Linked DNA regions of Nomascus leucogenys: region 1 is linked to region 2. The links are chromatin contacts, called in public Hi-C maps. All regions are on one chromosome and are shown on one strand. The core of a region is the stretch at or near the end of the contact, and the rest is flanking DNA. Distances in the headings are between cores, read along the strand shown. Region 1 has its middle 93 kb from the start of RIPOR2. Region 2 overlaps RIPOR2 (rho family-interacting cell polarization regulator 2).

Region 1 (6,311 bases), core at 1,321-3,820, 150 kb before region 2:
TGAATGAAGTTTGATCAAAGTTAAAATGGAGGAAACATTTCCTACTAATTCATTGGTATTTATCTGGCAGAAGTAAGTATTTCTGGAGGAATATGGACTACAGAATCATAAGATGATTTCTAAGGGATTTCTCTTGTTTAATCGATGAAATTAACAACTCAGGCTGCAGTATTTAGGACTGAGTTACCAGAAAGAGGAAAGTGAATTCAGAGAAACTGCAAATCAAGATAAAGTTTGAAAGGCAGAGAAGCAAGGGATAAAGAACACTGTATTCTTTCTGACCTGCTTACAGAAGCAGGCCTTTTCTTGTTTTTGACACTGGTCTTAGTAAGGTCCTCTTCCCTTTGTGCTCCCTACTGTGAGGGGCTTGCCTTTCCCCATGAGACCAACATCATTCGCCCATGCTTTTGAAGCCAAGAGCAGCGGGATGCCACCAGCAAGACCCTGCATCAATTAGAGCTCTAGTCTCTGCTATTGTTGCCTTCTCTGAGGTGAGGCAGCAGTCAGCATGGACCAGAGCCATCCTGCATCAGTGTCCTGGCTCCATCCCTAACAAGCTGCATGAGCTCAAGCAGCTATTGACCTCTCCCTGCTTAGTTTCCCAATATACCAAGTGGAAAGTAGCACCTGCTGAACTGCCAAGAACAGTGCTTCTCAACCCTGGCACTTCCCTAGAGGGAATGGAAGGAGACCCACAAATGCCAACGGCTCCTCCAGAGCCATCATCTTGCCTATCTCCTCATCAAATTTCCTTGGCACCCTGACCAATTTCTACCACTTTTATTCTTGGAGCAGATGTCAGAGAGGCCACTTTATTTGGAAATTGTCTCCTGCTCCTTTTCATATCTGAAATCTCTTATTGTATTGGTGTCCTATTGCTACTGTAACAAATTACCCAAAATATAGTGGCTTAAAACAGTGTAATTTTATTATGTTTTATAGGCCAGAAGTCCAAGTCTTATAGGTCAGAAGTCCAAAATGGATCTTACAAGGCTTAACTCAAAGGCTGCATTCCCCTGAAGGCTTAGAGCCTCTTTCCTTGCCTTTTCCAGCTTCTAGAGCCACCTTCACTTGTGGCCACAGCATTTCAGCCTTTGCCACTGTCCTCACATCTCTTTCTCTGACTGACCCCTCTTATGGGGACCCTTTTGAGTACATCAAGCCCTCCTGCATGATCCAGGGCCATCTCCCTATCTCAAGACACTTAACTTGGCTGGGCACGGTGGCTCACACCTGTAATCCTAGCACTTTGGGAGGCCGAGGTGGGCGTTTCATGAGGTCAGGAGTTCGAGACCAGCCTGACCAACATGGTTGAAAAAAAAAAAACCCTTAATTACATCTGCAAAGTCCCTTTTACCATGCAGTTCTAGAGACTAGCATGTGGATGTGTCTGGGGGACCATCATTCAGCTACCATGCTTGTCTTGGCATCACAGTAAAAAAATGAGGCAGATTCTTACTACTGAGTTTAACAAAAATAATTTAAAAATATTTTTAAAAAATAAAAATAAGGCAGGAACAGTTCCATTTGACATTTTCCCTGGAGGTATTTCCAGTGTTTCCAGCATTGGTTGTCTGGGATGATGCCACTAAACATGATAGGAAATAGAGGTCGGGAGCAAACTAGGGGTGGGGGCAGGTGGGGCTACAGCATGCTTATTTGTTGGTATGTTGTATTTGAGGTCCCTCCAGGAGATCAATGTGGAAATGTCTACAGCAGTTGGAAGAATAGGTCTGTGGCTGGGGAGAAAAGCCTGGGCATGGATGTAGATGTGGAGTCATTGACAGAGATGGTACAGTTGAAGCTGTAGGGGTGCCTAAGATCACCGAGAAGGAAGATGGGGAGAGCAGGGAGGAAGGGCCAGGAGTGCAAGGTGTCTGGGGAAGAAGAATAAGGTCAGAGAGCATAGGACTTTTAGAGAGGCCAAAGGAAAATGAAGTAACAATTACAAAAATAATAATTGCCTGCATATTGGTTAAGTGAAACTTCATTTGATCATATCTTGCTTATTATGTACATAGGGGAAACCCACTCATTTTATTTATAGTAACATTTTTCAGTATGTCACATTCACAAAATTGACCAAGTAAGGATTTGTCATAGTATTGAGCGCCCATGGTGGAGCAGGCAGTGTCAGTGATGAGAATGTGAAAATGAATCAGCAGCTCCTTTGTACTCACTTCTTCAACCCGCAGGATAAGACCAACAGTATCAGAGAAGTTACCTCCTCTGAGAAGCAGACCACTACTCAGGTGGACTAGAAGATCCAGCTTACCGTGTAGACACAGAATATCCTCTGTTCATGGTATTTTGCCTTTAATAGGCTTTTCTTTATCTATTGAAGATATTAAGATACTGGCCATTCTCTCCAGCAGTATTAAGAAGACTAATAATAATAATAATAAAAGTCCATGTCACCATAGCCAAAACAGAAAACAGAGCAGAAACTTGGTGAAGTTTATCAAATAATTGCTGCAGGCCCTTGGTTATGGAGAACTCTCCCTGCTTTTGGTTGAGCAAGAGACCTTCTCAGAGCCTGGCACTGGGATTCACACAGCGTTCCATTCCAGGGCCACAGGGTCCCAGCAGCCACACCACACAGCATTTGAGTTCCAGCTCCTCTAGGCTTTCAGCCATGGCACAGTTTGTTTGTTTTTCCCTAAAGCAAAGTGCTGCCTGGCAGCTGAAAAGAGTGCATGTTTCCTTTTTCTCAACCTGGCTTCTTATATAGCTGTGCTATATTTGGCAGTTCGATCTTACTTCCCATTCCAAATGCTTCCTCTTCCTGTGGGTAGAATTCTCAGAACTCTCGTGGCTCTGGTAGGTGTTATCAAAAACTTGTGCAAGGCCACTTGGTGGTACAGTCCGTGCTCCACAGTGCCACCTCCCAGCTCAGTGACTCACCTGTGCCTGGAGGACACAGGGGGTGAACTCTTCAAGAAGGAACAGAGAGTTCCAGAACACCTCTCACTTGAATTGTGATGAAGGTTTAATAATGAACAAAAAGCAGAGGGAGATTGGAATTTGTGGGGGTGAGGTGGTGAGAGAGGTTTGAAAAGGCAGATGAGACTTTAAGGCCCGAAGACAAATACGATTTATTCCTCAAAGAAAAAGTAGTAATTATTTGTTTAAGATCTATCTTCCCCTGTAGATTATAAGAATCATGAGAACCATGAGAGGCCATGCCATTTTTTGTGCATTGTTTTAACTCTAGTAAAGTGCTGGCTGGTATTATAGTAGGTGCTCAATTAATGTTTATTGAACAAATGAATAAATGAATGAATGAAGGCAGAAAGAGGCATGAGCATTGAAAAGTAATCCTTTAAAAACATATGTTGGTATATGGAAAGAGAAAGAAACACTGTATACATGTTAACAGTATTTATTTCTGAGTGGAGGGATTAGAGAGTATTCTAATTGTTTTCCTTTCAGGATTTTCTGTTATAGTCCTATTTTCCTATGATGACTTCTCTTGCTTGTTTAATAGAAATATTTTAAAGTAAGGATTCAAAATTTAAAAAGCCTGGAAGGAAATATATAAACCTTAGAGCAGCTTTTGTGCCGGGCATAGAATTGTAGAGTTTTATTTTATTTTCTGAATGTTCTATTACTTTCATCATCTGAGAACACTTTTGAAATGAACAAGTTAGTGAGTCACCATGGCAGGAGAGCACTATTGTAGGAGGGCTGGGATCTCAGAGCTCAGTGATCATGAAGAAAGTGTCAAGTTAAAGAGGAGAAGAAGGTGATGTATATAACAGCGTATCTTTTGATTGGTAAATATATATGTATCTCCATAGGGATTTTATTTTTGAAATGCCCCTTGGAAATACCTGTCACATTCACCAGAAGCTAAATAGGTCCTGCATAATTTCTTCATTCCCACTTGTGAGAGGCCATGTCTCTGACTTTGTTCACAGTTAAGGATAATTTTTTTTCATTGACTAAGATGAGACATAGATTTCTTATGCTTCTTTCAAATGAAAACTTATAAATACCGGCTATTTAGGGATATTTTACAATTGCACAGGTAGGAAAATCAGAGCACAAAATATCATTGTTGTATAGATGTTCTGCAGACCTGCGCAGGTGGCTCTATGACACTTATGGATTAATGGGGAGTTTTGTCTAGTAAATTGATTTGTAACCTGATGGAGAAACATTTTGAGCTGTATTTGGTTTGATTAAGGTGGAACCTAGTCTAAATCTACGGATGACCCAGTCAGAATCAGCCTTGTAGAAGAAAACCCCAGGGTCTCCTTCAACCTCTGGTGACCAGAACAGTGTGAAGTGTTACTGCAGGAGTAGCCGCTCCAATCCTATTAGCTCTACCAAATAGGGAAATAGGCAGAGAAATTCTCCTGGTGCAAAGCTATCAGCTGTAGCTTAAGGATGGAAGAATTCACTAATTAATACCGTGATGTTGGGGGTAATAGAATGGATGACACAGCAGAGTGTGTGTGTGTGTGTGTGTGTGTGTGTGTGTGTGTGTGTGTCTGTGTGTAGGCTATTTGAATACATGTGGGGTACTAGCTTTTGATTCAGATCATAACATATTTGGATGGTTGGAATTAAACACTGGGGAATTAAAATGTGAGCATACTATATTACCTTAAGGAAGGAACTGGAAAAATGTTTGTCTCCCTTCAAAGACAGCAGATTTACATGCACACACGTGCGCATGCACACACACACACAAACACACACACACAAACTAGGTGCAACTAGGTGCCAGTAAAAAACAAAAAAAAAAATGGCATGGCTTCTCTCCAAAAACAGCCCATACAAACTCTAAAAGGGCATCCTTCAGTTTTCTGCCTCCGCTCCAGGACAAATAGTCCCTCAGCAGCCCCTTGCATAATGGGATCTCTATGATTGGCCTGCTGAGCAGGGATACCTGGCTTCTTGAGTCCTGATGCTGGCTACTGTCAAATCAGTGCCGTTTGCAGGCACTCATCTCCCTTCTTGGTGGGAGAAAACCTGGAGAGGAGGCGACAAGGTGGAGAAAAATCCAGTACAGGGGGTGAATGGTGAACATAAAGGAGAAGCTGTTACCCTCTCCAGGCCTAGGAGAACTGCTGTGGAAATGCTACACTGTGACCAAGCAGCAGGGATTATGAGGTATACAGAGACTTTTTTTAACTTGAATCTGGTTGTGTGATATTTAGTTACATGACTTTGGTGGTCTAAAGCCTGTCTGTGCTTTGTTCTTTTTTTCCGTATCCATCATTCAACAACAAGATCCTACGAGTTATTCCATTTTAATTGCCATCTTTCACTGAGTTTCAGTATCATTGTCGTTTTTAGGTATTTTAGCCAGATTTAGTGCCTTTCTGAGGTATTCAGAAACTGTCTATAAGTCTCAGGAAGTTGAGACAATGAACACATCACAACCATAATATCCCTTGGTTTGTTTCTACTCAGTTACTCCTTTTCACTGTGTGCTGCTCACATCCCCTCCAGATTCACTATTGTGTGTTTAGGACGTATAAAATACCATTAGAGCTGCTTCCATTTGTACTTTATTCACACAGTGACATGACAAATGAAAGAAGAGTGGTAAATGGTCATAACTGAACTGGGGTCAGATTTATTAGACCATTTTTAACATATGAATTCAAAAATACTATTTGAACAAGTAAGTATCTAAAGTTTGCACTTACCTGTTGGAAAAGCTAAGACTGGAACACATTCTACTGAAAATATAAAAAAAGTTAGGCTTGGAATAAGAGGTAATGCTACCTTTAAAGGAGATTATAGGCCAGGCATGGTGGCTCATGCCTGTAATGCCAGCACTTTGGGAGGCCGAGGTGGGCAGATCGCTTGAGCCCAGAAGGTAGAGACCAGCCTGGGCAACATAGTAAGACCCTGTCTCCACCAAAAAATAGAAAAATTAGCTGGGTGTGGTGGTGCACACATGTAGTCCCAGCTACTCGGGAGGCTGAGGTGCAAGGATCACTTGAGCCCAGGGAGGTTGAGGCTACACTGAGCCATGACTGTGCCACTGCACTCCAGTCTGGGCAACAGAATGAGATCCTGTCTCAAAATGAAGAAAAAGGAGATGATAATAATTATAATAATAATGTGTTAATTCTGAAAAACTGATAATTTATGTAGACCTCTTTCAAAGAGGAAAGAGTTAAATAAAAATAAATCTTGAGATACCTCTTACCCAATGATACTCTCAAAGGCTGAAGTCAAAATACGTTTTCTGCATTTTCTTCCATGATTGCTGAATGGTTTTGTGTTTTAGAAATGCATGTTCTGAGAAAGGTTATTTAGAAAGTTTTAAAGATTCAACCCTATGTGAA
Region 2 (5,613 bases), core at 2,332-4,831:
ACTAATCAAGCTGGCCATGCTGTTGTCAGTGAGGCCACCCTCGAACCCCTAGCCTTGTGGGAGGCTGGCAACTGAGGGAGAAGCCTGCAGACGTCACCCTGCATCAAGCTTCAGTGGAGACTGCTGCTTAGCATAGCAGAGGCAGCATCCAGATTGTAAGCTGGTCAAGCAGCAGAAGGGCCTCCCTGGGGATGGCCCGTGGCTGCAGCATTTTCCCTTTTCATTTCTAACTGCAATTGTTCTATTTAGGTCCTCAGGTATTGAGGAAGTAGGGTGAGGGTAGTTATGTATCTAACCACATGCACAGATGGTGTTACTCCTTCTCTCTATCCTGTTCCTTCAACATCAAAGAGAAGACCCTTGTCAGACCCAAAAATAATTTCGGGGGCGCTGTGGCTTTGCAGTAAGAAGTCCGCCTTACTTGGGCAGAATTCAGCCCTTGTGCTCTTTTGGCCCCAAATTTTTATTAAGTAAAACTTCAAACCTGTAGAAAAATTGAAAGACTAGTACATTGAACACCATATGCCTTTATCTAGATTTACTAATCGGTAATATTTGGCCATATTTGCTTTCCCTCTCTCTCATATGATCAAATCCCCCTCAAGTCATTTGACAGTAAGTGATAGACATCATGACATTTCACCCCATATGTATTTTAACCTGGGTCTCTTTTTAAAATTTATTTGTAATTAGCAAGTAAAAACTGTACATATTTATGGTGTACAACATGATGTTTTAAAGTATATATACACTAAAATATGTAATAAAATGGCTAAATCAAGCCAGGGATCTCTTAATAGTAACCTATGGAATATCTACATTTCCTACATAACCACATACCATTACCACAACCAAGAAAACTGACAATCATCTTATAGAATTATATAACATATTGTCCATTTTCAAGTTTTCCCTATTTGGATCAGTAATGTCTTTTATAACTGTTTTGATTTATTTACTTTCAAATCAGGATGTTATCAAGGTTAAGATGTTGCATTTGGTGATTATGTTTGTCTAGTCTCTTTATCTAGAAAATTTTTCCCCTATGATACTGCCTTTTTGTAGAATGCATGCTAATTCCTATACACTACCCCACATTCTGAATTTATCTATTTTTGATATAATCTGACTTGCTCATCTATGCCCTAAATTTCCTGTACACTAAAAGGTGGGCTTAGACTCAGATCAAACATTTTGTCAAGAATGTTTCTTAGGCTGTGCTGTGTGGAGCAAACAGGTAAATGCTTCTTGTTGTTCATGCAGTGGTTGTGCTGCTGTTCAAATGTCATGTGCTTTGAGCTGTTGGGTGAAAGGCTAGCTCTCATGCTCATCTCCTGTCCTCTTTGCAGAATATGTGCACCATTGAAGCGGAGCTAGAGAATCTGCTGGGAGAATTCTCCATCAAGATGAAAGGTATTCTTTTCCTTGTTTAGAGAGAGTAAGGAGCCATCTCTGCAGAGTGCAGAGCTCCTTGAAGTTTGAGAGCCCATGCTATTTTTATTTTTCTTGCAAAGACGCAGCGCCACCCACTCTCAACCCATCCCACTTTTGATAGTTTACTGATGCTTCTCATCCTGAGGCTTACCTACACACACAAAAATATTATGACAGAATCTCAAACATACACAGAAGTGGAGAGAACATTATAATGAACCTCCATAAACCCATCACCTAGATGTAATAATTAGTAAGATTTTGCCACATTTGCTCCATCTCTTTGCTTTTGTTTTTCCTTTGATAAAAGAGAAGTCCTTTGATGAAATAAAACCCAGATATGTCAGTCTGCTGCTATACACTTCAGTATGCATCTCTTAAAGCATGGGGCTGTCATCTTACATAACCACGATGCCAAGTACTGTCACGTTTTCACAGCTAACAAAAATAATAAACCCTGGTTATTAACACATTCCATTATCAGATTTCCCCTGTTGTCTCAAAAATGCCTTGTCCATTTGATTAGTTCAAATTAGGATCCAAACAAGGTCCATGCATTACAACTGGTTGTTAGGTATATCTTTTAGATTTCCTTTAATCTAAAACAAACCTCTCCCCACCTTTTTTTCTACCCTTGACTTGCTGTAGAAACCATTGTACAGAATGTCCCACATTCTAGCTTGTCTGTTTGTTTCTTTGTGGTGATCTTTAAATTCTTCCTTTAGCTCCTCATGTTTCTAGCAAACTAACTATGAAATTTTATAAATCTTGGTGTTAAACCCACAGAGAATTTTTCCCCTTTCAGTACCTTTCTGGTATTTATCCCAGAAAGTTCCAAACTAGACACATTATTGAGTTATACCACCACATCTTCAGAACCAAAACGAAGTCTGGTTTTAGAAAATAGAGCATTGCTCAGGTGTTGTCAGATTTACGGCTCAGTGGCCAGGCATGGCTGTCAAATGAGCGGCCATCACAGCAAGTCAATTTCTCTTCCAAGTTTTGGCCTATTTGACTGCAGCGAAGAGGGCTGGTGCTTATGCAATTCTAAGGTTTCTTAGCAGCTTGATCCCTGGGTTGCTAATGGGGATTTAATCACCCTCTTTCTACTTTCTGCAATTAAGGGAGTAAAGAAAGGAGACTTTTTTTTGAAAGGGCTCGACAGGAGGGCTTCATTTTGCAATGAATCATCTAACTCAGGAGGGAAATTATTCTGTCAAGCACTAGGCACTGACATGTGAGAGCCTGTCTGAGAATACCTGGAATATAAATGACCTTGACCCTCAGCTTCCCAAATGGCTGCATGCTTCTCTTCCGGCAGATCTGGCAGGGAATCAGTTTAGTATTCAGTGTTAAATTTCAACACTTGCTTTACTACTGAGTCTGGCATCTGTGCTTTTTTCCATTTTTTAGGTCCATTCTCTACATTTTTGGGTCCTCACTTGAGTCAATGGTTCCAAAATCACTCAGGTCCATAGTCCCACGGTGGGCCCTGGAATTTTTATTTTAACTTTGAGGACGATTCTATCAGCAGCCTGATCAATTCTGGAAAATAACTGCCTTGAATCAGTGTTTAGCAGAAAACCTTCCCTCTACTTCCCCCAACACTCAGACGCCACCCACACAGACTAGCACAGTCGCAGTCTCACAGCCTAACGGTAATTCAAATCATGCACATGGCCTATCACTGCTAATATAAAAAAGTATTATATTTCTCCTATTTCTGATGCTCAGTATTATCAAATGCATCTACTTTTGGTGGGATGGTAATTTCCTGATTTTACAGATGGGAAATAGGGGCCTAGAGAGGCTAAATGACTTGTCCCAGGAGTCACACATAAATTGGAGTCAGATAAGAAACTGAATTCCAGGGTTCTTTGTCCCTAATGCATTCCCACCTCTAACTCCATGTTATGAGGGAAGTTCAGAGCTGAGCAGACAATATAAACCATTGCTCAAAGAGTGGTCTCCCTTGTGGGCAGATCCTCTCCAGCCTAGCACAGAGGCACCCTGGGAGTGGGATGGGAGGAAAGGGACCACCCTCGGACCAGATCTGGAGCTTCAGGCTTGGTGGTCAGTGAGGAGATGATGCTGGAGTCCCTGCCACCTACTGGGGGACCTGGCCACCCCGCTACATCACAGCCCTGATGGACTGACGAACTTGCTGTCGCTCCTGCTCCTCCATCTCCCCCTCTCTCTGTTGTTCTTGCTCTCCTGCCTGATCTTCCTGAGAGCCTCCCTGAATGCTTGGTTTCTTCCATGGGGTTTCTCAGGCCTGAAACTGAATCTCCTTCCTCATTGATAGACTCCCATCTCCTCCACTTTCCTCATCTAACATGCAAACTCAGAAACTACATCCGTGAAGGCTTTCAATGGTAAACGCCCCCATGGAAATCTTTCTCTTCCTCCATAAAGAGAAAGGGAAACCTCATGCTGCCAAGAAATCCTATTGTCTTTGCAATTAGCTGCTTTCTCATCTGTTACTCATTCTGGTAAAAACTACTTCCAACATACATATTGACAAACTGAGACTATTTCATAATACTCTCAGACCCGGCAACCCCTAACTTCCTCGTGCCACACCCTTCCCCACTTCCCTTTTTGCCCCACCCCCAACACTAGACAACAACCTTTTGGGGTAGTGACGTTAAAGAGAATAGAGCAAGTACTTACCAAGTGCCTGCTATTGGCCAGGCACTAGACTGCATTCTGATGACTGGTCCCTGGCTTTGAGCTCCACATGGTCTACCAGAGAAAATGGACATATGAGGCTATGCATTCTCATTCAATGGAATGAATGACCACCTGAACAACAGTGTGACCCAGTTTGCTGCAGAAGCAGGAGGGGAGAGGAGGAAAAGGTTGCCACTCACCTCTCTAGGTGGGGAGGGGAGCAGGAAAGAGGAAGGCATCCCAGTGTAATGTATGGTGAACAGCACCAGAATAGCATTCACCAAACAGAGGAAAGCCTGTGCAGAAGTGACAGGTAGACGGCTGTGGCTGACATGCTTGTCAGGAGAAGAGCTGTGGAGAATTAGTTGGGTCCTGATTATAAAAATCCATGAGTGCCAGGCTAAACAGAGAGCACTTAATCTGCAAACTGTCAAACAGGATGGAGGTAAAGAGATGTAGTTCCTTAGAGCAAACTTGTTCTCCAAATTATTACTTTGTTCAAATTAGGTTCCAGGCAGTGTATATATCCTGGTCCTTACGGTTTCCAGGGCAGGTCAACCTTCCTCAGAAGGGAGAACCACCACTGAGCTAGTAAACTCGCATTATTTATGCCTGGTCAGTAAATCAGTAAGGCCTGTAATACGAGTTCCTGACTGTATAGCTACTTAGTTGTTTGTCTTAAAGTAGGAAGTGTGACTCTTGGAAGGGAAGATCATCATAGAACTGGAAAAAATGATGGAGAGCGTTCTTTTGGCAGAATGGTGTCTGCACAAAGGAAGGCAGGCAAGAGTAGGCAGCTTCTGTAACACCCTCCAAACGAGGCTGTGGAGGAGGTGTTAGATCAGTAATATGTGTGCACCACGAAACATCCAAAGGTATGACCCCTGCAAGCCCCCAGTGTGCATCCTCAGAGGTAACCTCCATGATGGTTTTTTGAGTGAAAGCTAGAAAGCTTTCATTAAGCTTTCTAGATCATGCACTAGTCATCACAAACTGTTGAGAAAACTTGCAGCTTTCTTCAACTGTGAAAATGCCAGCAGGCCCCCAGACAAGAGCCTGTAAGAAACCTGGCCAGGCCTCAAAGACAGACTGTAACTGTCATTGCCCCACTGTTAGTGCTAATTCCGTGGCCAGTACCACCAGTGGCTTACACAGCAGATAGAACTTTAAGAAGCACAGCACAAAAGCTCTTTGTGCCCGGATAGTGCCCTTGTGCTACATTATTGCTACAATCAGAGGATCAGTGATGCCACTACAGCAGTTCCAATAAATTTTGCTTAGTAACATGGGCTGAGAAGTGAAAAAAACATCACTACCAATTACCTTTCTCACATTCAGTTTTCTTCAGATATAAAATTTCTGGTAATTTTAAAGGGGGGGAAAAAAACACCTTCAAAGGATTTCCCCTTTATTCACCTTCATCTGGTAACAATGTCAGATCAGTTTCTTTTCAACCAGTCTTCCATTGTAATTACATAGATAAACAGGCAATGGATTAATCCTGAA

The links. A called contact is a pair of places that touch in the nucleus more often than the background predicts.
Region 1: a contact with region 2 is called in a Hi-C map of a lymphoblastoid cell line, with 3 times the contacts expected there. The contact joins two enhancer-like sites. A contact is called at or near these places in 2 of 4 Hi-C or Micro-C datasets (a lymphoblastoid cell line and an unstated tissue).

The regions. Positions count from the first base shown.
Region 1 is chr8:73,446,855-73,453,165 of Asia_NLE_v1, reverse strand. No RefSeq gene overlaps it. Among named protein-coding and RNA genes, the nearest start is that of RIPOR2, 93 kb to the right of the region's middle. Within about 2 kb of position 2,570, the one cell type or tissue checked has an H3K27ac peak away from gene starts, as active enhancers do. A contact at or near this core is called in a lymphoblastoid cell line, where this site is marked.
Region 2 is chr8:73,302,714-73,308,326 of Asia_NLE_v1, reverse strand. RIPOR2 (rho family-interacting cell polarization regulator 2) reads left to right here. Exons shown (of 22, transcript XM_030817388.1): 8 at 1,350-1,413. Among named protein-coding and RNA genes, the nearest start is that of RIPOR2, 51 kb to the left of the region's middle. Within about 2 kb of position 3,581, the one cell type or tissue checked has an H3K27ac peak away from gene starts, as active enhancers do. A contact at or near this core is called in a lymphoblastoid cell line, where this site is marked.